Regions from separate parts of the Zea mays genome. Here all the other regions are linked to region 2. Evidence: chromatin contacts called from public Hi-C data. All regions are on one chromosome and are shown on one strand. Each heading gives the region's core, a stretch centred on a gene start, on an enhancer-like site or on the middle of the called end of the contact. The rest is flanking DNA. Distances are from core to core; before and after follow the strand shown. Region 1 holds the start of LOC103629849. Region 2 holds the start of LOC103629848 (cationic amino acid transporter 8, vacuolar). Region 3 holds the start of LOC100193666.

What was found. A called contact is a pair of places that touch in the nucleus more often than the background predicts.
Region 1: a contact with region 2 is called in a Hi-C map of leaf, with 5 times the contacts expected there. The contact joins the promoter of LOC103629849 here to the promoter of LOC103629848 in region 2. A contact is called at or near these places in 5 of 25 Hi-C or Micro-C datasets (bundle sheath, ear, endosperm and 2 more).
Region 3: a Hi-C map of leaf shows a contact between it and region 2, with 5 times the contacts expected there. The contact joins the promoter of LOC100193666 here to the promoter of LOC103629848 in region 2. A contact is called at or near these places in 2 of 25 Hi-C or Micro-C datasets (ear and leaf).

Annotation. Positions count from the first base shown.
Region 1 is chr6:116,366,811-116,370,661 of Zm-B73-REFERENCE-NAM-5.0, reverse strand. LOC103629849 reads left to right here and starts at 2,059. Exons shown (of 2, transcript XR_002263170.3): 1 at 2,059-2,609.
Region 2 is chr6:116,227,165-116,231,531 of Zm-B73-REFERENCE-NAM-5.0, reverse strand. LOC103629848 (cationic amino acid transporter 8, vacuolar) reads left to right here and starts at 2,988. Exons shown (of 2, transcript XM_020539427.3): 1 at 2,988-4,367. The coding sequence starts at 3,165.
Region 3 is chr6:116,408,744-116,412,692 of Zm-B73-REFERENCE-NAM-5.0, reverse strand. LOC100193666 reads right to left here and starts at 1,318. Exons shown (of 5, transcript NM_001138759.1): 1 at 1,033-1,318; 2 at 685-906; 3 at 408-556; 4 at 14-287. The coding sequence starts at 1,291.

The DNA of each region.
Region 1 (3,851 bases), core at 810-3,309, 140 kb before region 2:
AAATTTTTCAAAAGCTCCATTAACAAGATTGGTAAAGTAACAGCCATCCCCTTCCATACCTGCAAAGAGTAAAACATATGTAAAACACATGTTACTAGATACATAAAAACTAAGTCCATGGATCCGTCTCTACTATGAAGACAAGCAGAAGTAGATAGCAGCAATGTCTTCATTAAAGTTCAGCTGCTTTCGACATTCTATTTGTAGTTTTATCCTGTTGGAGCAACACAATGTAGTAGTAGACACAAATGGAAATCATAATATATTGGCACATGATGTCATTCGGTGACTCAAATTACATGAACAAGAATACATATGTACACATAAATAGAAGCATAGAGGTACAAGTGCTACTTTCACTAGAATAAACAGAATGGAGAATCAGTGAAACTGAAAGGGAAATAGGGTCAAACCTTTTCCTAAATGATTTTGGTGGTTGAATTGGCCAACACAAATAATTGGACTAACTAATTTGCTCTAGATTATAAGTTCTACAGGTGCCAAAGGTTCAACACAAACCAATAAAAAGTCCAAGAAAGGGTTCAAATAAAAAGGAGCAAAACCAACCCAAGGCTGCCCTGGTCTGGCGCATCGGACTATCCGGTGTGCCACCGGACAGTGTCCGGTGCACCAGGGAGAATCACTCTGAACTTGCCACCTTCGAGTTTTTGGAAATCACTCCCCGCTATAATTCATCGGACTGTCCGGTGTAGCATCGGACTGTCCGGTGTGCCAGTGGGAGCAACGGCTACTGCACCAACGGTCGACTGCAAAAGTGAATAGTGAACAGTGAACAGTGCGGACTGCGCGCGTAGAGTCAGAGCAGGCGCTACAAGGCGCACCGGACAGTGAACAGTGACAGTCCGGTGCACCACCAGACTGTTCGGTGGCCCAGCTGTCAGAAGCTCCAACGGTCGAACCCTAACGGTTGGGTGACGTGGCTGGCGCACCGGATAGTGTCCGGTGGCGCACCGGATTGTCCGGTGCGCCCATCGACAGCAGAGTTCCCCAACGGCCACTTTGGTGGTTGGGGCTATAAATACCCCCCAACCACCACACTTCAAGGCATCCAAGTTTTCAGCCATTGCATTCAATACAAGAGCTTTAGACTTCACTCCAAGACATAAACAAGAGATCAAATCCTCTCCCAAGTCCAAAGATCACTCCAAACATTTAGTGACTAGTGAGAGAGAGATTTGTGTTCATTTGAGTTCTTGTCGCTTGGATCGCTTTTCTTCCCCCCCATTCTTGTTCTCAACACCTTTGTAATCAAAGCAAGAGACACTGTAATACCTAATTTGTAAGAGATAATATAAAAGGAAAATTATTTCATTTATATATGTGCCCTCTATTTACCATCACATGAGAACACCTCATTTAAAAAACAAATAATTAATAAAAGACATGCCACTAAATCATGTATCATGCTGGATTTTATTTTGTGTGCATTTTGTGATAGTATAAAAATAATGTAAAAGAAAAATGTTAATGCTCAAATTAGAATTTAAGTTCCAATGGAAACTCTGGAAATTAAGGAAAGAGGAGGAATACTATGCAAATGAGATAAAATAAATATATAAATGGGGATATACTTACCTTCCATTAATAAATGAATTAATACATTCTTGATTAAGGGTGAATTAATATCTATAAATATCAACTAAAATATAAAAAACATACTAGAACTTGTTTTCTGGAATTTTGTTTGTGCATTTAATTTGGAGTTCAAAACTCTATTTGAATTTAGGTTTTAAATGGAATATGTATCTATAAAAATAGAATAGAAATACAAAATAGAAAAAAACAAATGAAAAGAGAAACAGAAAGAGGACATACGTACCTAGTTTGGCCTAGCCAAAACACTCGACCGACCAGGCTACAAAATCACCGGCCCAGCTTTTATCCAAGCCACAAAGCCCATGCCGCTTCCTGGATGTTTTCTTTTTTTATTCCCTTGCCGGAGATTACATCACCATGAGGTCATGGATAATGTCAACAAGCTAGCTTGCAAACCGCATCACCTGGAGCCAAATCGAGTCGTGCAGGTGAGTAGTCACGGGCATGCGGGCCCCTTCACCCAGAAGCTTCTCCCACTAGCAATCAAAGCAGACCCGGCCTCGTGTAAAATAACCAAACAGTAACATCAAAAACACCGGATCCGTAACAAATTGATATGGGATCGCAACGAACTCCAAAAAAATAATAGCCGTGATTCTCTCCCTGCCAGCCGAGCACCCTTGTCATAGTATTTATACATGCCCATGCACCAAAAAGGCCGTCAAGTAGAGCTAGGGCTCGCCATTGCCAACAGCAGGAGAGAGAACCATGAGTGCCATACCAGGATCCGATCCCTGTGAACAGAGAGAAGGGGTAGTCACCACTGAAGAATTACGATTGTCAGGTGTTGCCGGGAGGACAAAGTCACCATGGGCACTTCCTGGCATTGATGACTGCATGCGCGGGCGCCATCGTCCGGCTGGGTCGTGGACCTGGGCACCGTCGTCCGGCTGGGTCGCGGACCTGGGCGTGCTCGAAGAGATGTTGAATCGCTTGGACCTGTGCCTCGCTGCGCACCGCGTTTCGTCGTCGGCCGGCTCCGCCTTCAAACGGTGAGGTCCTCCTCTCCCATGCCTTGGTTGCCACTGTGCGGTATCTACGGTAGAGGCCGGTATGGCGTGCGTATTGAGAAATGGTAGCAGCTATGGGAGAAGATGATGTACGAGCCGTCGGATTTGAATAGAGGGTCAGGATTAGATGGGTACTGGTTCATCTGTTGCAAGCGTGAACCGTCCGATGGCGTTAGTGGGCTTTGGCTGGTATCCACGTTGATTGAATCTGGTCGGTTGAACTGGAATCCTAGGGCTGAAATTGTGTACCGTTTCGTTGTTTATATAATTTAATCTGGATCGCCGAATTGGGATCGTGTGGATGTGAGCGCAGGATACCCCGTTGTGAGCCCCTTTTTCAAATAAATCCCTGTACTTAATAGAAATAAATCCGCAGTACAAACGAGTGTGAAAATAATGACGCAGAGGCCCTAAAATTTATAATTTGAACCTCGAGCTTCTCAGTATTAGTGCGCGCAGTCCAGAGCGATGAGAAAATAGGTAAATAAATATAGAAAATGGATATTTAGTATAAAAACAATTTCAAAACCTAGTTTAATTCATAGAAAACTCATTTCAACTCCTTTTTAGTCCATTCCAGTTCCCATAATTTTGTATTAATATTGTCTACTACTTGGTAACACTATTTTAACATGAAACCTATACTAAAATTGATTACTCAATTAATTTTGTAGCAAGCACATACGAACTTCGGAAATTCATAACTTCTTCGTTTTAATTCCGATTTGACCCGTTCCAGTTGCGTTACCTACGTATAAATATTTACTACTCAGTAACAAGATTTGTTATATGATATCCCCTACTTTTATAATTAGGTAACTAATTGGATTAATCTATGTCTATTGGATTAACTTCTTTAATATTAATATAGTATTCTGATCTTATGGTTATAATTTTCCTAGATTATCTTTAATCAAATAATGACTTAGATTAAAGTTGAGATAATTATTTATAGAATAATCTCTCATATAATTTACACTGATCAATTTATAATATAGTTTGATATTTAAACCACATAGGTATTTTATAAACCATAACTCCTTAACCGTAACTCCGATTTTAGTGGTTCTCGATCCCACAATCTCGTAGTGACGCGTATATTATTATTATTCAGTTTGTACTTATGTTTGGTGTGATGTTAATTTTATCTATACCATGTTTGTTTATATTGCTACGACTAGCAGTGAGGTCATAAGGATCTGAAGAATCATCCTGGTACCTAGA
Region 2 (4,367 bases), core at 1,739-4,238:
CACTCACTGAGTGGTGGGCCACAGAACCCGAGAAGGTGAATCGCCAGGACGCGTTTACCCGCTGCATGGTGGGACCATCTCGCGCTCGAAATTTTGTGATCGTTTCTCGGCAACGAGCTCAGGGAAGGTGTTTTTCGGATCTTCGGCTCTCCGAAGCCTAGGAGACTTTTTCACGGATCAAGCTCGTTACGAAAAACGATCTAGCACCGCGAAGGGGCTACTGTTGGGGGTATGCTTCGTCGCCGAAGATCCTGTAAGAAGAAACACCTTCGGCAGATCCTCTTAAAAGCAGTGCCGAAGCTATCACCCATAAAGCTTCGGCATAGTGACATGTCTCAAGACGAAGGAGTGAACCGACTTAAAAATGAAATGACCAATCGACCCGTGATAGCTTGTATTATGATTGTAAGCATTTGTAAAGGGCATGAATGTAATTTCTCACAGGCTGCGTCCTGTGCCTATAAATAGATGAACAATACCCCCGTACTGTTCATGCAATCTTGTAATCGCTTGCACGCGACACTCGGATTATTGCCTTCTGTCAAGACAAAGGTATAAATGTGATTAAATGTTATGTTTTAATATTTAAGTTTGTATGATGAAATATGTGAATAAGTTTAAGTGTTTTGATATATTATTCTTTCATTTTTCATATTTTATATATTTTATCTTTCATTATTTCATAACTTTAATCACGAAGGTATGACCTTCGTGACCTTTGCTCATGACCTTCGTTCGAAGATCATTATACCCTTGAGGAGATAATGCTTCAATGGACGAAGGACATTAACATTTAACATTTTATGTTGCCTTATTCTTAATTCGAAGCATTTGAGAACAAGTCCCCAATAACCGGCAAAAACAAAACCTATGTTATACCTTTGCCTTCACTTGATCCACAACCAATGCTTATAAATCTCCAAGATTTCCTGTTCTATGTTGTCCAACCCTGTATTCTTATTTCTTCAAGAACCGTTAGTCCACAAACAGTTGTCATTAATTACCAAAACATCACTAAGGGGCCTAGATGATTCACAGGGATGTGTGTGATTGTGTTTTTTAAAACCAAAGGTTTCGATTATCTAGGGTTAGGTTGTCTTCCGTGGATTGTGTAAAATACGGAACACGACACTTTATATGACACTGTTTATAGAGCGAAGTTAAAAAAGGGTTTTTTAAGTTGGTGCCCTCAGTTTTGGTGGTGTGCTCACCTATATCCTTAGTTGTGTTTTTTGCTCAGCTGTGCCCTTCTGTTTTATAGCACTGGAAGGGCACAGCTGAGCAAAAAACACGACTAAGGGTATAGGTGAGCACACCACCAAAACTGAGGGCACCAATTTAAAAAAAACTTTAAAATAGGGTACGAGATAGGAGAACTGCTGGAGACAGCCTTGGTCATCTCTAGCAGACCGTGTAAATGGTCATACAAAATACTATTTTGTACTGTAGATTGCACTATTTGCATAGTGTAGTTTGAAATAGTGAGTTTGCTGGAGGTAGTGTTAGAGCATCTCCAACAATGTGCCTTATAAAAGTGTCCTAAAAATTTAAAATAAATATATTTTATATAATTTAGGGAACCAACAAAAAATTAAGCTCTAGCAATAAAGCCCCAAGTCAAGTGATTAACCGAAATATGTTAATCTACCCTATTCGAGGAAAAGTTTTCTAAAATGTCCGTTTATTAGATCTAGATATGGGCAGCCCAATAAAGTGCAGTATATTTGTGGCGCTTTAGGAGGTGATTATTTTTAACAAACTTTTATAAATTAGGTTAGTGTTGGAGCAATTTTTTTAGCTTAAACTCTATAATTTAATTTAAGGCACTGAGACAAGTCATTGTTGGAGATGCTCTTAAGGTGGGTATAAATCCAGCTATGTGTTGCATAGAGGATGGAGATGTCATGCGCCACGTTTAAGGGTGGCAATGGAGAATTCCCTGTCAGGTTTTAGCTCCCCATTCTCGTTTCCGCGACGAATTTTTTTCCCCGCGGAGATCCTCACGAACGCTTGTGCAGGACAATTTTCCCGTCCCCGTTTCCCGCCGGGATAAATCCCCATCGGGGATCCCCGTCCCCACCTAAATTGTACTTAGAACATACTTTCTTTATTATTAATGGAAAATATTGTCACTTATACACATTGTCAGGTGTAAAAAATATTATATATACATAAAAATAGATATATTTATATAATAAGTGGTCTCTTGACAAGGTAATTATTTATTTTTATCATTAATTATTACATAAAAAATATCGTCGTATGTAAGTTTAACAGTCCCTGTGAAAATAGGGATGAGAAATCTTTGTACCCGTTTTCCTGTCAGTTAAGAGTTTTTTCCCTTTTATATCCACGTAAAGGCTTGTTCGCTTTCCTCTTAATCCATGTGGATTGAGTGAGATTGGATGAGTTTAAATCCCGAACAAGTTAAAATCCTTCGTATTTTTTCCAATCCCATCTAATCCACATGGGACAGGAATAACCGAACAAGCCCTAAGAGAAGAATTCCCCAACGAAGAATCAGGATAGTGGATTAGTGGGCATTGCCAGCCACGTTCGGTTACATCAGCTGTTCCCAACTGCCTACTCGCTTCTACTTAGCGTGGCTGTTTGGGAAGTTGGTCTGAGGCAAGGTGCACAGCATAGCCGCTCGGTGCAGCCCAATTAAGGCCCGCTGCAATAACACGCCCCATAAGTGCAGCTCGCATCGTTGGATTTTTCTCTCAGCCATGTGTTCGCTTCGCAAAGAGTATCCTCCGCTCAGATCCCAATTCCCAAGGTATGGGCGTATGGCGGATGTTAATTCGTGCGTCGTCACGCGGTCACGCCCCTAATTTCTGTAGGGCTTATTTATTTTACTCTCAATTTTTATATAGATTGAGTACAATTTAGTAAGTTTAAATTTTAAATAAGTTAAAAAAACATATTTTTTTTCTAATCACATTCGATCCGTATGAAATAGAAATAACCGAGCCTACACTTCGCGTGGAAATCGTGTTAGTGGAGTCCAACACGGGCCGAGTTTAAATTTTAAATAAGATCAAGCCTAACAGATCTGTCCACGGGCCTTCGCCCAACTCGTCCCATTATTTCTCTAAAAATCCAACAAATAAATCCTTGTGCCAGCAGAAATTATAGATCGTGTTAGCTAAAACACATCCGCGATGACGTCGACAGCGATGGGGGGCGAGCCGGCGGCGGGCCACGGGTACTGGCGGTGGAGCAAAGCCGACTTTTTCCCGGAGCCCTCGTTCCAGAGCTGGCGCGCGTACGGCGGCGCGCTCTTGTCCACTGGGCCACGGCTGCGCGACCGCGTCACGAGTCGCTCCTCCGAGGCCGTCGAGGCGGGGACGCTGCTCGCCCAGAGCGAGAATCCCCTCCGGCGGTGCCTGTCGTGGGTGGATCTCGCCTTCCTCGGATTCGGCTCCGTCGTCGGCTCGGGCGTCTTCGTGCTCACCGGCCAGGAGGCGCGGTTCGACGCCGGCCCGGCCATCCCGCTGGCCTACGCCGCCGCGGGCTTCTCGGCGCTGCTCTCGTCCTTCTGCTACGCGGAGCTCGCCGGCGAGATCCCGTCGGCTGGCGGCTCGTTCTCGTACCTGCGCGTCGAGCTCGGGGACCTGGCCGCGTTCATCGCCGCCGGGAACATCCTGCTCGAGGCCGTGGTGGGCGCGGCCGGCCTGGGCCGGTCCTGGACGTCGTACCTCGCGGCGCTCATCGGCCGCGACAGCGACGCGCTCCGCATCCACGTCCCCGCGCTCGCCGACGGCTTCAATCTGCTGGACCCGATCGCCGTCGTCGTGCTGTGCGCCACTTCCGCGCTCGCCGTGTCCGGCGCGCGCCTCACCTCCACCGTCAACTCGGTGGCGTCCGCGGTCGGCATCGCCATCATCGCGTTCGTGCTGGCCGCGGGGTTCTCGCACTTCGAGCCAGCCAACCTCGCGCCGTCATTCTTCCCCTTCGGCGCCGCGGGCGTCTTCCGCGCGGCGGCCGTCGTGTACTGGTCCTACACGGGATTCGACATGGTGGCCACCATGGCCGAGGAGACCAAGAACCCCGGCCGCGACGTGCCGCTGGGCCTCATCTCGTCCATGTCCGCCATCACCCTCGTCTACTGCGCCATGTCCCTCGCGCTCGTGGGGATGCAGCGCTACAGCGACATTGACGCCAACGCGGCCTACTCGGTGGCGTTCGCGGCGGCCGGGATGAAGTGGGCGCGCTACGTCGTGGCGCTCGGCGCGCTCAAGGGCATGACGAGCGGCCTCCTCGTCGGCGCGCTCGGCCAGGCGCGCTACACCACGCAGATCGCGCGCACGCACATGATCCCGCCCTACTTCGCGCTCGTGCACCCCAGGACCGGCACGCCCATC
Region 3 (3,949 bases), core at 69-2,568, 180 kb before region 2:
CCGAGGAGCTCACCGAATTTCTTGGGCTGGAGTATGAACTGGATGATTGGCGTGAAGTAATCGCCATAGATGATCCTCGCGCCAGGGTGCTTCGCTCGGAGCTTCACGAGCGCGCGCTTCAGCATCGCATTGTGCACCCAAGAGAAAGTGTTGAACCGCTTGAGGCAGCCGGTGCGCGAGCCATGCCCTTCCTTGGGGTCAGCGTACATGGTCAGGTAGACCGGAAAGCACCCTGATGGCATCACACCGGGCACGATCAAATCCTTTGCCCCCTCGGCGATCAGTTGCTGCAAGCAGGCCAGGAGCAGAGCAGGGCACATACAATACAAGGGATCGGTGAACAAAATCCCACGGAGCAAGCACGCCGAGCTAGCTAGCTAGTAGCAGAGCGAAGGCGCAGTTCTTACTTCGACTCCATCGGAGATGGCTCGGATCACGTGGGACGTCAGCTTGTATGCCTCCCTGAGGTCCTTGCCGGCGAACAGCGGGGCGTTGTAGTCGTTCCCACCGAATTCGCCTACGACGAACAGGCACTCGGCGAAGAACTCCTTGCATCCTTCACGACCCAAGGATAGCAGCGGGGACAAAAAGGATAGCAGCGTCAACGAAATTGAATTTTTACTTTAAGAAAGAAAGAAAGAGATGGTAAAGGATCGGCGAAAATTTGCGTTCTTGGGTGTGTACGTGTGCCTTGCGCGGAGCTGCAGAGCGATGGCTTGAGGTCTCGCAGCCACTGGATTTGCGTGCGGAGGGAGCCGGAGTTCCACACGGTGCTGCCGAGCCCTCGCTTCCGGAAGAAGTCGGTGTCGAGCGCGGTGGCGCCGGTGATGGCGAAGTTGGCGCCCTGCGCGAAGCTGGCGTTCTTGGCCTTGGACGGCGGCGGCAGCGGGAGGCCCAACTCCTGCGCTGCAGGAGGAGAAGGCCAGAAAGAATCAGACCCATCGAATTCCGTCCGAACAGAGGCGACTCCCAAGAACGCACGCACGCACGCACGCGAAAAGGTTAGGGGAGCCTGGAATCGGCGAAATTTACCGATGAAATCGACGACGAGGCGGCCGTCGGAGCACCTGCCGGTGGGGTAGCCGAAGTAGGTCTGGCCGTAGGGCGGGCGCGCGGTGGCGAGGTAGTCCGGGATGCCCTCCGTGACCAGGTTGCCGGCGTCCACCAGCGAGTCCCCGAAACTGAACACCGCGCGGTACCTTCCCTGGGCCGCCGCCGCTAGAAGCGGGAACACCGAAAGGACCGCGCAAACCCACCTCGCGCTTCCAGCTGCTCCCCCGTCTCCCGGCATGGCCTGTTTCCCGAAATTGGCGCGAGGAGTCAAGCGAGGCATGAGGAGCCAGGAGGAGAAGGGCGGTTTGGCTTGGCCGTGCTTGGGTTCTTGGCCGGGCTCGTGAACTGGCTTGGCATGCCCGTGGCGCTGGCGCTTGTCCGCTCGCTCTTGTAGTTGTAGGCCAGGCAGGCATGGCAGCCACAGGCACAGGCGACCTGCTGCAGTGCAGCGAGTGACGAGCCGGACTGCTATGGACTGTGGAGTTCATTCACTGGTTCGGGTGGGAGAGTTTGGATTCTTCTAGTTCTAGCGCCCACCACCCCAAGCCGTAGCGTAGCTGCGCGTGGACGACCGTCGACCGATTGGACGCCTGCTCTCGGTGCGGCCCGCGCGCGCGGAGGTGGTGCTGCTGCCGGCTGCCGCTGGAGATGGCCTGATGGACGCGTGGAGACGGGGAACACGCGGACGCGAGCTGTGCATTGACTGCGGCCGTGGCCTGGAGGTATTGAATGCGGTTGACTGGGATATGGCGAGGGAGACGCGTCGGGGATGACTGGGATATTTCGCCTCCGATTCGGGAGAGATCATCGCACTTGAGCACACACACAGCAGCAGAGCAGCTGTCCTTGATCTCGGACAGATTGGGCATGGCAAATTGCCGTCATGTCTTAAGCAGCGATGGTGGCTGCGTCGCCTTCTCATCGCCAACTTCTTTTTCTGGCGCGTTTCAGCTATAAAAAAATCCTTTCAGTGAACCGACTAAATAGCTTTACCTTACCATACCCATCACTAGTGCTAGGAATATGGGTCGGTCTTTTAGCACGAGCACGACCCGAAAACAGGAGCCTAAAGCAAAAACACGGCCCGAAGGCGGGTCTGTACCAGCCCTCAAATTCCGTCGCGCCGAGCCCCTGACACGGCCCACACAGACGAGCCAGGCTTAGGCCGGCACGACCCAATTTATTTAATTTCTTTAATTTAGTAAGATAACGAATTTATATTGTTGTGATATTTAGAGTTTATGTAGTCAAATGATGCTAGAATTGTTTAGTATATTTCATTTAGTACGTTGTAGACTTTATGTGGTTATAATATTTTGATTTTATATGGTCAAATATACGGGTCGAGCTTGGGCCGACACGGCCCAACGAAGGCACAACGTGGTTTAGGACTAGGTTGGACCATTATTTTGCACTTCGGACTGGTACGACATGACCTAAAAATTTTTTCGGCTTTTCTGGTCCGAACTTATCTGACACAAAGCACGATAGATTTAGACCAGTCTAGTCCGGTCTGGCTCAATTCCCAACACTACTCCCACGTACTCTCCAGCCGCATCAGCAGCTGCGAGCTGCGGTGTTGCAATGCTACATACAGTTTGGTCGATCATCTCTCTGTCCTACGACTACGACCTGAGCAGGGCGTTGAGCCAGCCGTCGGCGACCTTCCTGTACGCGGCTTGGGTCATGTGGATGCCGTCCCAGCGCACGTACGCCGCCGGGTCGGAGCACACGCTCGCGCCCTGCTCGCCGCACTTCTTCTTCAGGCTATCCGCACTCATACTACTCTAAATTTCTACCCTAAAAAGAATATTCTGTCCTGATCAGCACTCTATACCACAATCCTCCGTACTCATATTTACTCTATATTTCAACCATATACCAACTACCGTATATTATATTATATTTTTTCCCACTCCGAGTGCATGCATGTGCTGTGAACGGCCGCGTGCATGCATGTGGGCCCGCCTCCCCACCTCCGCGTGCATGCATGCATCTGCCTCCGCCGGCTGCTTGCTTGCATGCCTCGTTTAGCGCATGTGCGTCCGAACTCTACATTTGCAGCTCGATCACGCGTAGAGTCTAGCACCCAGTTACCTGCTGCACGTGTTTCTTTACGCTATATGGGATAGAGTCCAGCACCCAGTCCTCCACTGCGGGCAGCCTCAGGTTGAAGTTGTAGCCGCCCTGCCCTCCCGAGCCGCAGCACACCTGCACATCACGGCGTCGTCGATTCAGATCACAGGCAAAAAAGATGGGTTTTCTGAAACACGTTGGGATCCACGAAGGTTTTCATGCAGCAGAGAGAAGAGAAAGGGGAGGGAGGAACCAGAACCACGCACCGAACTTTCCAGGGCTGACGACGAACTGCATCGCGGCCTTGAAGTACTCCTTGCAGTCTGCGGCCAACAGTTGAGTGTCTCGATCGATCCGCCGAAGTACTCCCTGCAATGCTGCTCGGTGAGGAACATGTTCCGATCGAAAGGTGCTTTTACCGGCAGTTTTCTACCGCTCGTTTTCATCCCTTTTTTTTAATAAAGAAAGGTCGAAAAAAAATCACCCCTTTTGTTTTGACCTCACCCTCGTCTGATTAGCATCACAGAGAAATGAGAACTAGGAGCAAAGAAACAACACTTCTACAACTAATTACTTTTTTTCCCAATCACCCCTTTGCTCCACCGATCTTTTTCCTTATTCTTTTTTTTAAGAAGAAGAAGAGAAGAATAGGGGAACGGAGCAAGGGAAACTGAATACTGAACAGGTCAATTTCATCTTGACCACCGAAGCTAGCAGGCCACGGTCTCTCTTGACACTAGAGTCCACGCAAATGCAAAGTTTTTTTTAATGTCGTTGGTAATGGTATGTAAAGTTTGTCAGACTGATAAAAAATGGTTAT